Regions from separate parts of the Mus musculus genome. Here region 2 is linked to region 1. Evidence: chromatin contacts called from public promoter capture Hi-C data. All regions are on one chromosome and are shown on one strand. Each heading gives the region's core, a stretch centred on a gene start, on an enhancer-like site or on the middle of the called end of the contact. The rest is flanking DNA. Distances are from core to core; before and after follow the strand shown.

What was found. Promoter capture Hi-C pulls out the DNA fragments that hold promoters and counts their contacts.
Region 2: a contact with region 1 is called in a promoter capture Hi-C map of hippocampal neurons, with 3 times the contacts expected there. The contact joins two enhancer-like sites. A contact is called at or near these places in 7 of 39 promoter capture datasets (the 3T3-L1 cell line, the C10 cell line, embryonic stem cells and 3 more).

What each region holds. Positions count from the first base shown.
Region 1 is chr9:104,454,350-104,460,774 of GRCm38.p6, forward strand. No RefSeq gene overlaps it. Among named protein-coding and RNA genes, the nearest start is that of Mir2136, 31 kb to the left of the region's middle. Within about 2 kb of position 3,457, at least 4 of the 459 cell types and tissues checked have an H3K27ac peak or open chromatin away from gene starts, as enhancers often do. A contact at or near this core is called in hippocampal neurons, where this site is marked.
Region 2 is chr9:105,520,514-105,526,938 of GRCm38.p6, forward strand. It overlaps Atp2c1 (ATPase, Ca++-sequestering), which reads right to left and starts at 744. Exons shown (of 27, transcript NM_001253831.1): 1 at 527-744. The coding sequence starts at 634. Within about 2 kb of position 3,723, at least 22 of the 459 cell types and tissues checked have an H3K27ac peak or open chromatin away from gene starts, as enhancers often do. A contact at or near this core is called in hippocampal neurons, where this site is marked.

The DNA.
Region 1 (6,425 bases), core at 2,207-4,706:
TTGAATTGGAAGTGAACCTGAAGTAGGAGAGGAAAGGAAAACGAGTATTTATGAAAACATATATCTTATTCTTTACTAGTGTATGTGATTTTCATATCTCTCCTAATGAAATAGTTATTAACACTATTTTTAATAAAATAGAGTTCCCAGAGAACCTGGCCAGTTACTGAAAGTCTTTTAGACATCAGTGTAAGATTGGAAGCCACAAAAACATGATTCAAAGCCTGTGAAGGATCCTTCCCCATTACTCTCCATTTCTTGTTTCTTTACTTTTTTTTTTTTCATTTAAAGTTCAGGATCCCACAAGGTAAGGTCTAGATATTCATTCTTATCCTTTAATCCAGACATTCACAGTGTATCCACTGAGCATTTAGTTTTGTGAGGTGTAGAGAAATGCCAAAGGGCTTTGTGACCTTTAAGTAGCTGTGAGAGGCTCCATAGGTCAAAAGAGCATCAGATAAACATGGTTTTCTAATGTACCTTGGGGGAATCTCTCTTTTGCATGGCACACAAGGCTCTACACCCTTGCCATTCAAAGTGGGATCCATGGGTCAGCATCATCAGCACCTCATGGGAGTTTGTTAGAAAGGAAGACTCTTAGCTCCTGCCCAGACCTACTTTCCCACAACCTTACTATCTGCATCACAGTACCCTTGCTTCAGCTTTCTAAGCAAGCTTAGCTAGTTCCTACCTTAGACAGCATTTGACCCATCTTTTTGTGTAATGGTTTCTTCCAAATGTTTCCATGGCTCTGCTTTGTAATTCAGATTTTGAGCAACATTATCACAGAGGATCCAAGAGTACAGACCTTAGGGACCTGTGTCCTGTTATAATTTTTCAATGCACATTTATTATCTTCTCATTAGAATGGTAAGTGCCATGAGCACAGGGGAGCTTTAATGGTCTCAGTCACTGTTTTATTTCCTATGCCCAGAACATTGCCTGGATCAAGTTAGGCAGTCAGTAAGTATTTTATAAAGTCAGGAAATGAATAAATGATAGAATTTCTTGCTGACACTGAAGTTTCAGTGAGGTGATAGTAGAAGCTAGGACTATTGGAAAATATTTCCTAGGAAGATATTTGGGGTTTACTGCTTCAATCCAATGTTCTTTGTAGCTGTGACCTATGAATGGAAGAAAGGGGTTCAATGGTGGAGACAAGTCTTTATCCTTACCTTTGGGCAGGTCGGGAGGTTACATTTGTTAAGATGACATTTGTTTGCTTTTGATGGCTCTGCTTAGGTACAATTTTCTCGGTATATTTTGGGCAACTCCTTTGATGAATGTGCTTGTGTACCATAGGAGCAGGCAAAACTGTGATCTGAAACCTTCCCCTTTATTTCTAGACTCCTGCATCGAAGTGGTTGGGCTCGTGGGTGAAGATGCTGTTTTGGAGTGAGTTCATGCATACTTTAAGAGCTGACTCCGTAGCACCACTGCAGGTCTTTTCCGCAGTGAAACAGCAAAGGCAACCTCAGGATTCTGCCGAGACGCCCTGGGAGCACCTCTTACACCTCCTGTTTACACAGCCTTTTTAAAGAGAAAAGTGATACCAAAAAGTAATTTTTATGGTCAATATACACCTGACAAACTCAAACCAGACATTATTTTAAATAGAATTTTAAATTGGTTATTTAATTTATTTACATTTCAAATGTTGCCCCTCTTTTTGGTTTCTTCTCTGCAACCCCCCCATCCCATCTTCCCTCCCCTTTGCCTCTATGAGGGTGCTCCCCCACCCACCCATCATACCTGCCTCACCGCTCTAGCATCCCCTTACACTGGGGTATCAAGCTTCCACAGGACCAAGAGCCTCCTCTGCCAATGATGCCAGATATGACCATACCTCATACATAGGTAGCTGGAGCCATAGTTCTCTCCATGTGTACTTTTTGGTTGGTGGTTTAGTCCCTGGGAGCTCTAGGTGGTCCCACTAGTTGGTATTGTTGTTCTTCCTATGTGGTTGCAATCCCCTTCAGCTCCTTCAGTCCTTCCCCTAACTCTTCCACTGGGGTCCCAGGCTCAGTCTTATGTAGTAGGTAGGTAGTATCTGCATCTATATTGTTCAGGTGCTGGCAGAGCCTTTCAGAAGACAGCTATACCAGGCTCCTGTCAGTAAGTACTTCTTGGCATCAGCAATAGTGTCTAGGTTTGGCGTCTGCAGATGGGATGGATTCCTAGGTAGAGAGGTCTCTGGGTAGCCTTCCCTTTAGTCTCTGCTCCAGTTTTTGTCTCTACATTTCCTTTAGATAGGAGCAACTCTGAGTTACATTTTTTGAGATGGGTGGGTTGCCCCATCTTGTAACTTAAATATCATTTGATGAGGTGATACTATCCCATTTTTTTTTCAGAAAAAGAAAGGTTCTAAGATTTAGATCTGTTCAAAGTTGTCCCTCTAGGAAATGGGCAAGGTGTTCAAGCAGGCCTTTTGCACTATATTGCTGGCCTACTCTTAGCAAAAATTCCCGAGCCATTAATGAGAGGAGAGGCCCTTGGTCTTGCAAAGATCCTATGCCTCAGTATAGGGGAATGCCAGAGCCAGGAAGCAGGAGTGGGTGGGTTGAGGATCAGGGGGAAGTAGGAGATAGGGGATTTTCAGAGAGGAAACTATGAAAGTGGATAGCAATTGAAATGTAAATAAAGGAAATATCTAATTAAAAAATAAAAAAATTCCTTCTTCCTCCTCCCACCCACCCTTCTCTCTTCTCCCTCCTCCCTTTCCCCTCCTCCCTCCTCCCTACATAGGATACTTCTGTCCCTATTGTTTCATTTGAAAACTTTTCAGTGTGAGTCAGATTTTCTTTTGACTTTAGAGCGCACCCCAGAGACTAAGTAGCATCATAAAGGATTCATGAGGAAAACAGCAGTGACTGTGTGAAATCCTCCACACCTCACAGGCAGGATCTGCTTAACTGAGGGAAGAAAAGCCCAGAGACAGACATTTTGTTTACCTCATAGAAGTGTGGCATTTTCAGCCCGAGGCTACAACCAGAATTAAGAGTTTAAAAACCAGCTACTTTAGTTTCTCTCTGTCCCTGTCTCTCTCACACACACGCATGCACACGTTTTGTCCCTAGAAAAGAAACGAATGCAGGGACATATTTTAGGAAAAAATATCAGTCTATTTTACAGAACAAAGAATGAGGATTCTGGGGTTGCAGTTTTTTGAGAATTGTCCCTTAGGGATTGGACCTTCCTTTCCAGCCAGTTGAAAACAAGAAGAGTGGGATAGGATGCGCAGAAACTCCTCAGCCTGCAAGATGTCTACCCCTGAATTATAGCTGCTTAATAAAGCTGTTCTTGGGGCCTTCATTCTCCATCTAATTTCTCAAAAACCTTTAACTCTATATGAAGAACTAAGAAAGAACTTCTGGATGAGCACAAGAGCTGCCAGATGTCCCGGATATTGCTTAAATATGCCAAAGGACCATTGCGTAACAGGGATCCCGATTTTTTCCCCCAACCTTCATGGAAACATCCCTAAAGCAGACTTTGGGTAATGCCCAGTAGATGGTGCTCACCATCAACTTTGTCAAAAAGACGACTTGAGCTTTGACAGAATTACTCAAATGGGATTTGGTTTGGACTCAGAAACTTCCAGAAGTAGTCTTTGAAGTAGTCCAGAAGTAGTAGGGCTTTGTAACAGAAACATTTGTACCCCTTACTGTCCCTCCCCCAAATCATAATTTGAAAAGCAGAAGGGAAAGTTGCCTGTCTATCTATCTGACACCGTGTCTCTCTGTCTGTCTGCCTCTCTCTCTCTCTCTCTCTCTCTCTCTCTCTCTCTCTCTCTCTCTCTCTCTCTCTCTCTCTCTCTCTCTCTCTCTGTAACTCCCAAATCTTTCATAGTCCTAAGAGGAACCAAACGCCCATTTAGAGAAGGATGTGTAACCTTTCCCAGCTACTGTATACAATGGGCTCCCAAGAGATTTTTATTGAAATCATTTGCTTTGAACTCAAAAGTCCCCTATGCCTTAAAATGTTTTCCCCCAGAAATTGTAGTGAGGTGGCAATTAAGACCTTCTTAACCCTTGAGGTGCCTGAAGTTCAGAGTTTCATTCAGTCTCAATAGGTAGTATGTATGCAATGGTGTTCCTGGAGAAACATCCTGATTTCTTCTCTCAGTGAGCTGATAGGGTAACTCAGCCAGCTGTTTCTATGGATTATAGAGGGGACTCCTGTGAATGTTATTACTCTTAGGTGGGCAAGGGTGGAGAGTTACCCTTGGGGATTCTTTATCTTGCTCCCTATCCAGAACTTTGGGCTTTGTTACGTTTAAACCACAAGTTCTTTTGCTTAAACCCAAATCTCCTGTTGTATCTACAAGTTTTTTCAGTAGTTATGTAATCCCATCTTTTTCAGGTAAAGGTTCATAATATATTATCATGTTCTAAACACAGTTTTTTTTTTAATTATAAAGGATAAATGGGTGGGGGATACTCAGAATTTAATTGAGGGGATAAAATCAGAAGAAAGCATCGACACTGGGCAAGTCCCCAAAGTCTTCTGGAAATAGTGTGTTATCAGAAAGTTTTGGGAGTCTCATCAAAGTTGCATCTGTTAAAGGGGAGATTGGAGTCCCTTTTTTTGGGGGGGGGGTTCTAAGTCTCTTTAATAGGAAAATTTAGGAATAGGTTCAAAAGGAAGTCCAAGAATGATTTCATTAGAAACTCTAGCTGTACATCTCAGCTGCTGACAGGAGGAGGAAGGAAATGGAGAAGAGCGGGCGTGGAAGCCTTGCCATTTGAACTAAGCTGGCATGGAGGTGACTGTCAGACTGGCAGTTAGATGGTGGGGAGGTGGGGAAGCTTCAGAAAGCAAGCTATGGAAGCCAGAATGACCAGAGAAAGCATGTTTAGACTCTGGCCAGCATCCAAAAGAAAAGAGAAAAGCCAGAAGATCCAGAACCTCATGTGGCTCATAGGGACTGTGGTGGTTTGAATAAAAATGGTTTCCATAGGCCCTTAGGGAGCAGCACTAGGAGGCATAGCCTTGTCAGAATAGGTGTGGTCTTGTTGGAGGAAGTGTGTCACTAGGGGTGTGTTTAAGGGGTCTAAGGAGCTCAGGTTCTCACTGTCTCTTCTTGTTGCCTATGGATCCAGATGGAGATCTCTTAGTGATCTCTCCAGCACCGTGTCTGCCTGTGTGCCACCATGCTTCCCACCATGACAGTAATGAACTAAACCTCTGAAACTGTAAGCCAGTGCCAAGGAAATGTCTTCCTTTATGAGGGTTGCTGTGGTCCTGGTGTCTCTTCAGAGCAATAAAATCCCAAGACAAAGGCTGTGTGAGGGGAAGAATTCTGGGAAAGAAAAACATATTATCTAATCAAAGGGGTAATTATTGTTACCTCTTTAGTATTGAATAAGGTGGACCCAGCTTTCTGAGGAGCACATTTCTCTTGGCCAGGTGACCCAACTAGATTAACTCTTAAAAGAGGATACAGTGGCATGTCTCCATTCAGAGCTTAGGAGGTCAGGAGGCAAGAGCTTTCTCTTAATGAGCCTTAAATGCTGCTGTTACTGTGCATCATTTGATTCTCCTGAGATGAAACACGACACCCTTTCTATATTCAGGCCCTGTCTGGTCTAAGCATAGAAACGAGTCTTTAATTTGGCTCTCAAGAATATTCTGATGCTACAGGATCTAGCTGAGCCATCTGATTTTACCACAAAGCACGTTCTCTGGTCTTTGATAATTTTCAGAGGAACTGAAACACTAACATTTAGTTGTTTTAAAGAGACAATAATTCTCTGCTAATAATCATCTATTGCTAGGTGTGTATAAGAGACATCCTGATAGTATTTGCTTCCCCCTCTTTCCATTTAATTTAGAGTTTCCTCTCCATGTATTGTTCAGGGTAGATCCTATGTTGTCATTTGTGTGTGTGTGTGTGTGTGTGTGTGTGTGTTTATGCACTCAATAAATATTTACTGAATAGTCCTTATGTGCTCATCTAGATAACAGGTTGGAAAACCATGGGTCCTAAGTCCAGTTCAGTTGATGATCTGCTTTTGTAAATAAAGCTTTGTTGGAACACAGACATGTTCATGTACTTATATGACATTTACAAGGCAGGAACAGTTCCTGCCTTAATTCCTGTTGCAGAAATAAGGTGGCATATTCTAGGGACCCAGGAGAGGACCTTTTTGTTTGAATCAGTGAAAGGGAGATTAGAGGATGAGGATAAACAGGCAGGCAGGGATTGGCTCACTGGGGGCCTTATCCAAATGCCTCAACTTAGCACTTGGATTTATTCCCAGCACTTTGCGAGGCCTTCAGTTAGTGTCGAGCAGAGGGCTGTCATGGCCCAATGAGTGATTCCATGACTCTGGTGCTTCAGTGGCAGCAAGCATGACACATGGATTTATAGGACACACTTTGACATTGAGGGCTATGGAACATGCTAGTAGATGGGATATGAG
Region 2 (6,425 bases), core at 2,473-4,972, 1.1 Mb after region 1:
ACATATAAGAATCACCTATTATATCCAAATGATCTTATCAGCCCACTAATGATCTGATTATAGCCACACAGATAACCTTCATTTTGCAAATCCTAGTGACATTAAAATAATCACAGAAACATGCAAGAAAATAAGTGTGTTTCTAGGGTATACTGCTTCATCTATTGAGCTACGAACGGTTTCAGAATTTGTCTTCGAAACACTGAAAAAATGATCAAAGTATCAAAGAGTCACCTCCGTAGTATGGTAGGTTCATCTAGATAACGGAAGAAAGCAAAATAAGTGTCAAACACACACACCCAGAACATTTGCATAATTTATCTCAGGACCCAAACGTTCCACAGCCAAGTAACCCCTCACAAGCGGCAGGCTCCTCTGACTGCCAAGCTCGAGTAACTACAGGCTGGATCTGACCTCTGCCTATGAACACCAGTAAGCCAGCAGAGAAACATTCCCCAAGCTTCGACAGGCCACACCCAGAAATAAGCACCAGTTATTTTTAAAGTTAGCACAAACAAAATAGTACCTGCTCTTCGGCCCTTTGGCTTCTCAGCGTTGATAAATATTTCCGAATAGAGTGGAGAGGATACTTTTTCAAGTAAGAAAATCCGGACGGAGGCAATAAGTTCTCCATACTGAGGGGAAACCCGAGGGTCCTTGTCTGCCCCTCCCTGACAGCGACCAAATGCGACCTAGACACTTAGTCTCTGCTGCCTAGCCGCTCCTTTGAAGTGCCACCACTTTGCTGCAAACCGAGCAGGTGTCAATCTTATAGCTCCCCCTTTGAGTGGAAGTTCCTAGAGACAGCTGAGGGAGGCGGGTCATCTAGAAACCTCCAGAACTGCAATGCCCAGGAGCCAGAGGCAGGAAGAAGTTCAGGGCTGGCCCGAAGAATGTAAACAGCCCAGCGATAGCGATATGACTGACTGTCCTATTTTGAGCAGCAAGGCTCTGTTGCAAGCGATGTTAATATTAGCTAGCGGGTGACTTTCCATACCCACGGACTCTCGTGAGGTTTAATTTTAATTCTTCCGACAGTATTTCTGGTGATTCTTTCTTTCTTTCTTTCTTTCTTTCTTTCTTTCTTTCTTTCTTTCTTTCTTTCTTTCTTTCTTTCTAAGAGGGCATGACATGAGGTTTTCCCAGTTTCCTTTGAGCTTTCTTGTCATTACCAACACACACTAACAACCTTCAACTGAGCCTCCGCTCAAAAGTGTCAATTCATTTCAGCCTTGAGAAACGCTGTTTTAGAGTTCTTATTTTATTATTTTTATTCATCTCTCATATGTTACATCCTGACCACAGTTTCTCCTCTCCTCCCAGCTCCTCCACCCACACATTCCTCCTCCCCACTCCCCAGGAGGAGGAAAAGGGTCCCACACATAGGCAAAAGAGTCTGGGACAGACCCAGCTCTCAATGTTAGCATTTCCACATGAACCCGGAGCTACTCAGCCATAACATACATGCAGAGGACTTGGGGCAGACCCCTGCAGGCTTCCTGGTCTCTGCAAGTTCCCATGAGTGTATTGATTCTGTGGACCCTGTTAGAAGACTAGCACTGTTTGAAAACTAAGCAAATCACACACACACACACACACACTCACACACAGACACCACCCCTTCATGGACATTATGGGGTTGGCCAGCTCTGTGGACATTCATTGAGTTCTGTGGTGCATTGTGCTACGTGCCAGTAACCAGACACTTTGCATTTATTGGGCAATGGCTGCAAACAGATTCTTTTCTGAGTTAAAAGGCTTCTTGCCTTGAATCCTTATCGCAAAGCCACAGGCTGAACTCAGAACCATTAAATTTCCCCGAGGCTTTCTCCTGAGTATCTGTGAGAGGAACTGTTACAAGCACACTTCTAACTACTATAAAAAGGATTCATGCCTTCAAAAGAGGAAAAAGGGGTGGTGGGGGCAGGGGGGTAAAGAAGAACACAACAAGAGATCTGTTGTGTTAAAGGATATGAAATTATACATTTGAAAGTTCATTTTCTTTGGGATCTATAGAGGTCACAGGGTTTGTCGTCTAAGTCCTGAGCCACACTTCTACCCCCACTCCACCCCAACTGTGTGTGCATGTATGTGTGTGTGTATGTGTGCATGTGCGCGTGCACACATACACACACACACACACACACACACACATGCATATTTATACTAGTGTACATACCCATGCTGTCCCATAAGGCTAGAGGACTAATGTCCTGCTCTAAGGCTTTCTGCCTTATTCCCTTGAGATGGCTCCTCTCAGTGAACCTGGAGCTAACTGGGCAAGCCAGCAAGTCCCAGCCATCTTCTTGAATCTGCTCACCACAGGGCTGTAGTTACAGGAACAAGCAGCCATGCCAGGCTCCTCCGCATGCAGGTGCTAGGGATTCAAATTCTGATCCCTCTTCTGGTACAGCAAATGCTCTCACCCACTGAGCCATCCCCCAGCCTCCCGCCTTTGTTCTTTCCTGGCCTTTTAAGCCTTTCAGTAGCTCACACCATTTCAGCAAGGGACCATTGTGTGGGAACTAAGGTGGACAAACCATGTAGCTCAGAGGTGTGCTTCAAGGAGAAAAGCTAGTCTCTCTCCCCTCCAGTGAGAGAAGAGGTTGAGAGGAAATAGGAGTAGGCAAAGCTCCTGTCATAGACTTGTGACAGGACCTAGCACTCCTGGGTGGGGCACTTGCCTTCAGGGAACATACCTGATAGCCTGAAGCAGCGTATGCCACCCAGGGAGACCATCTGTCAGGCTGGCACGGGGCCCATGAGCAAGGTGATTTTCCAGACTCATCAGGGCCTGGAGGCAATTCCAAGAAGTTCTTTCCTTCTGCTGGGAATGAGTCCCCAGAGGCCCCACTCTCCTGCTTCCTCTCTAGGTTCACCATTGTATGCTTACAGAAGCTCTGGGTGTCTTCCTCTATGTCTGGAGACTAGACCACAGGCTCTAATGAGGGGAGGGGAGAAGCAGCGTGCTCTTTGCCACTTCATGACCCAGAAAAGCAATCCGTTTGCCAGCCCAGACGCCCAGACCATCCTAAAGCCCGAGAAAGAGAAAAGGCCCCAGGGATAATAGGGACAAGTTCTGTTCACGTTCATTGAGGGATCCACAAGCTGCCTCCTTTGCAGCTCCTCTTAGACTATTTGAACTTTTATGCTTTGATTGTGGGCAGAAGCCCACAGCCTGCTCAGCATGGCTTCTGATCAAAACCTCTCCCCAACGATGGGCACAAAGCAGACTTCATTGTAGACCAGATGGTTTGTTCTGTGGTCACCTTTTCCAGGTCTAAGGAGGGCAATGAAAAAAGAGAAGAGAAGGGAGGAGAGAGAAGAAAAAAACCCTGCACCAAACAAATGTCTGTTCTATTATAACACAGAGCAGAAAATATAAAATAGACATTGAGGAGCTTCATGGTAAAGCAGGGCCCTGGGCACAGTTCCCAGTGCTGGGAGTGGGGGAAGGAAATAAATAAGTAAATGGGTGAAACAAATGTAACCAAGAATCCTTTAGGTATTTAAGTAATAACGAGTATAAATCATAGGGAACAATGTATTTGGCCTTTGTACTTAACACTAAATTATTTGTTCTGTGTCAGTGTAATTCTCTGGGCCTAAAAGGAAGGTCCAAAGAAGATTAAAAAAAAAAAATGTTGTAAGTCCACACAGCTACAAAGCAAAGGGGAAGGGCTTTTAACCAGATCAGCCTTCCCCCTGAGCCTCCCTGGCCAACCAGTACACTGTTCAGCCTCTTAACCCACACCCAGAAATGTACTAACAATCAAAACCTATGGAGTTGTTAAAGAGAAAAACACGTGTAGACTGGTAGGAATTTACACATGAGAACAATTAGATTTAAGACCAGATGCATACTTATGAAAAAAAAACATAACATTTTTTATCCTGAGTCTTCTATAAACAAAATATGTGCTTCTCTTTGTTGCTGTGGGAATCAAACGCAGAGCTTCACACATACCAGGCAAGTGTCTGCCTGCCACTGAGCCTCTTTCCCTGCCCTTCTTAAAACGTTTACTTTGAGACGGCATTGTGGGAAATGGCCCAGGATGGTCTCGACCTCCTGATTCTCCTCTCTCAGCCTCCAGTGTAGCTGAGATCACGCGTGTGTGACACCATGCTCGATTTCCATAGCTTTTAAAGCTTTCTTGATGCTAAGATTCACAGAGAGCTTCTGTCTATAAGTACAGGCATTCTGCTCCCAGCGCAATTCACGCTAACACAAACGCAAGGGAGGATTCTTGCGCACCCCTATTCTCAGATGGGAGTCAGAACCAGCACCTGTTTCTGGTGTGGACTTCTCTGGCGATGTGGCCTTCACGGGTGCCAGTTTTGATTGCTACTGGGACCCAGTTGTATTGGTGAAAGGCAGCTGACCAGTCCTCGTGACTACAACACACATCTGCAAGAACCAAAAGGCCCCTGCCTCCTGCCCAGCAGCACAGTAGGGGATAAGGGCAGCCAGCTGCTACTGTGTACGGCTCACCCCCACCCCTTGTTGTCTACTCTGTAGGAACCAAATAGCTAGAAAAGTCATGGACTAAAGCTGCAGCCCTGTGAGAGGGCAGTCAGATGTTCTCTTTAATTTCTAAGAATCGGCAGCTTTTTTAATAAATAGATTAAACCCCTAGTTTGTTTTTGTTTTTGTTTTTCACTAGAAAAGCCACACTGAAAGGCGAAACAGTGGCAAGGTGCGGAGGCAAGATCTAGTTTACTTTTCTCCTTTCCAGTGTTAGAGAAGATGGGATGAAAATGTGAGTTGGTGAAGCTTCTACCATGTGTTCTGCACAGCTAGGTCCTCTGTCAATGCACCCAGCCGCACACTTATTAAAAGAGAGAGGCCAAGGGAGAAGACGAGAACCCAGGGGTTAAATCCAGGGTGGGGATCAGAAAAGGACAACAGAAAAATACTCTGATATTTTTTTTTCTAAACTGCATCAAGACAAAACCTAAAACCTCACTAATCTCCCTTTCCTTCCAATCGGTGCTGAGAGATTCCATCAGGAAAATGACTCCGCTCTCTGGGAATTAATCCAATCTAGAAATAGAGTGACAAGCAGGCAGGCAGGCAGAATGATGGAGAAGCTGCTAGCCCAGAACACCGAAGCCATTTTTCATTATAAATTGTACTGTGAAATCTCTCTCATCCCCACCCCCCCACCCCCTGCTCTGCAGATACTGGTTTAATCTGGCCTCTCTCTCTCTCTCTCTTCAAGGGCAGTGTTAAATGAGATCAGGAGAGGGGAATGGGAGACATTTAACCCTGCTCATCAAGACAAGTTAATACAGTGTCAGATTCCACCTCACAGCGAGATTAAAGTCCATCTGAAACTACACAGGACATTTTCTTAGAGTCCACACCGTAGAGGGGATGATCACATATAACTAAACACAGGGCATTTTTACTTTCCCAAACGCCACAGAGAGAAGCCCTGGACATTCCTCATTTTAGCCACAACTCAGAAAATTCCACACATCCAGTCGTTCTCTAAGCTGAATAATCTCCGGTGCTTTAGCTTGCTAGTTTTGTGTGTTAATGTCCCGGATGTAACAGTCCTCCGATGAGACCACTGTCTTGTGTTTAGGAAAGATATCTTTCCTGCAGAGCGTAAGTACAGTAGTTATCAGCCTGTGGGTTTTGATCCCTCTGGCAAACCTATATCTCCAAAAATATTTACATTATAGTTCATAACAACGGCAAAATTACAGTTATGAAGTAGCAACAAAAATAATTGTATGGTTGGGGGTCACCGCCACATGTGGAACTGTATAACGGGTCACAGCATTAGGAAGGTTGAGAACCACTGGTTTGGAGCCAAAGATGAACATCTATGAGAATCACCTGGATGGTTTGTTTGTTGGCACATCTGTGAGGGCTCTGAGTTTCTAATCCAGTCAAGCCTGGGGTAAACAGCCAGCTTTGCCCTCTGATGTTTCTGGAAGTGCTGATGCTGCTAGGAATGCAGATGTAAAGGGATGGGGGCTCCCACATAGTTGGAGCCCTTTGAGAGCTTTCGTCCAACACACATTTGTAAATGCATTTCCCAGTGTTGGTGTGTTCCCCCAAACCAAAGCCCATCTCCTATAACCGCTTCCCCTGCAGTTATCAGGTTTCACACGGGCATCCCATTAACTCCTGTCCTTTCTAGTGTGTCTTGACTTGATATCAGATTGCTCTCAAACTCTCACTTGGTTCCTCTTATCGTGTTGCTGTGACCCTATCAGCTCAGGCACTAACACAGAGAGATCAACCATCAATCGCTGCACACAGCTCTGCTTCTCTCCTTCTACCAAAGGTCCTCGCCCTCCCGAGTTAGGGAAGGAAGTCTAACCCAGGGCTTCTCAGATCCACAGCCCTCTACAAGCCATCCCTAGGCATAATCTGCCTACCTCTGTCTTTAGTGTGGCTGCTTTTAGGT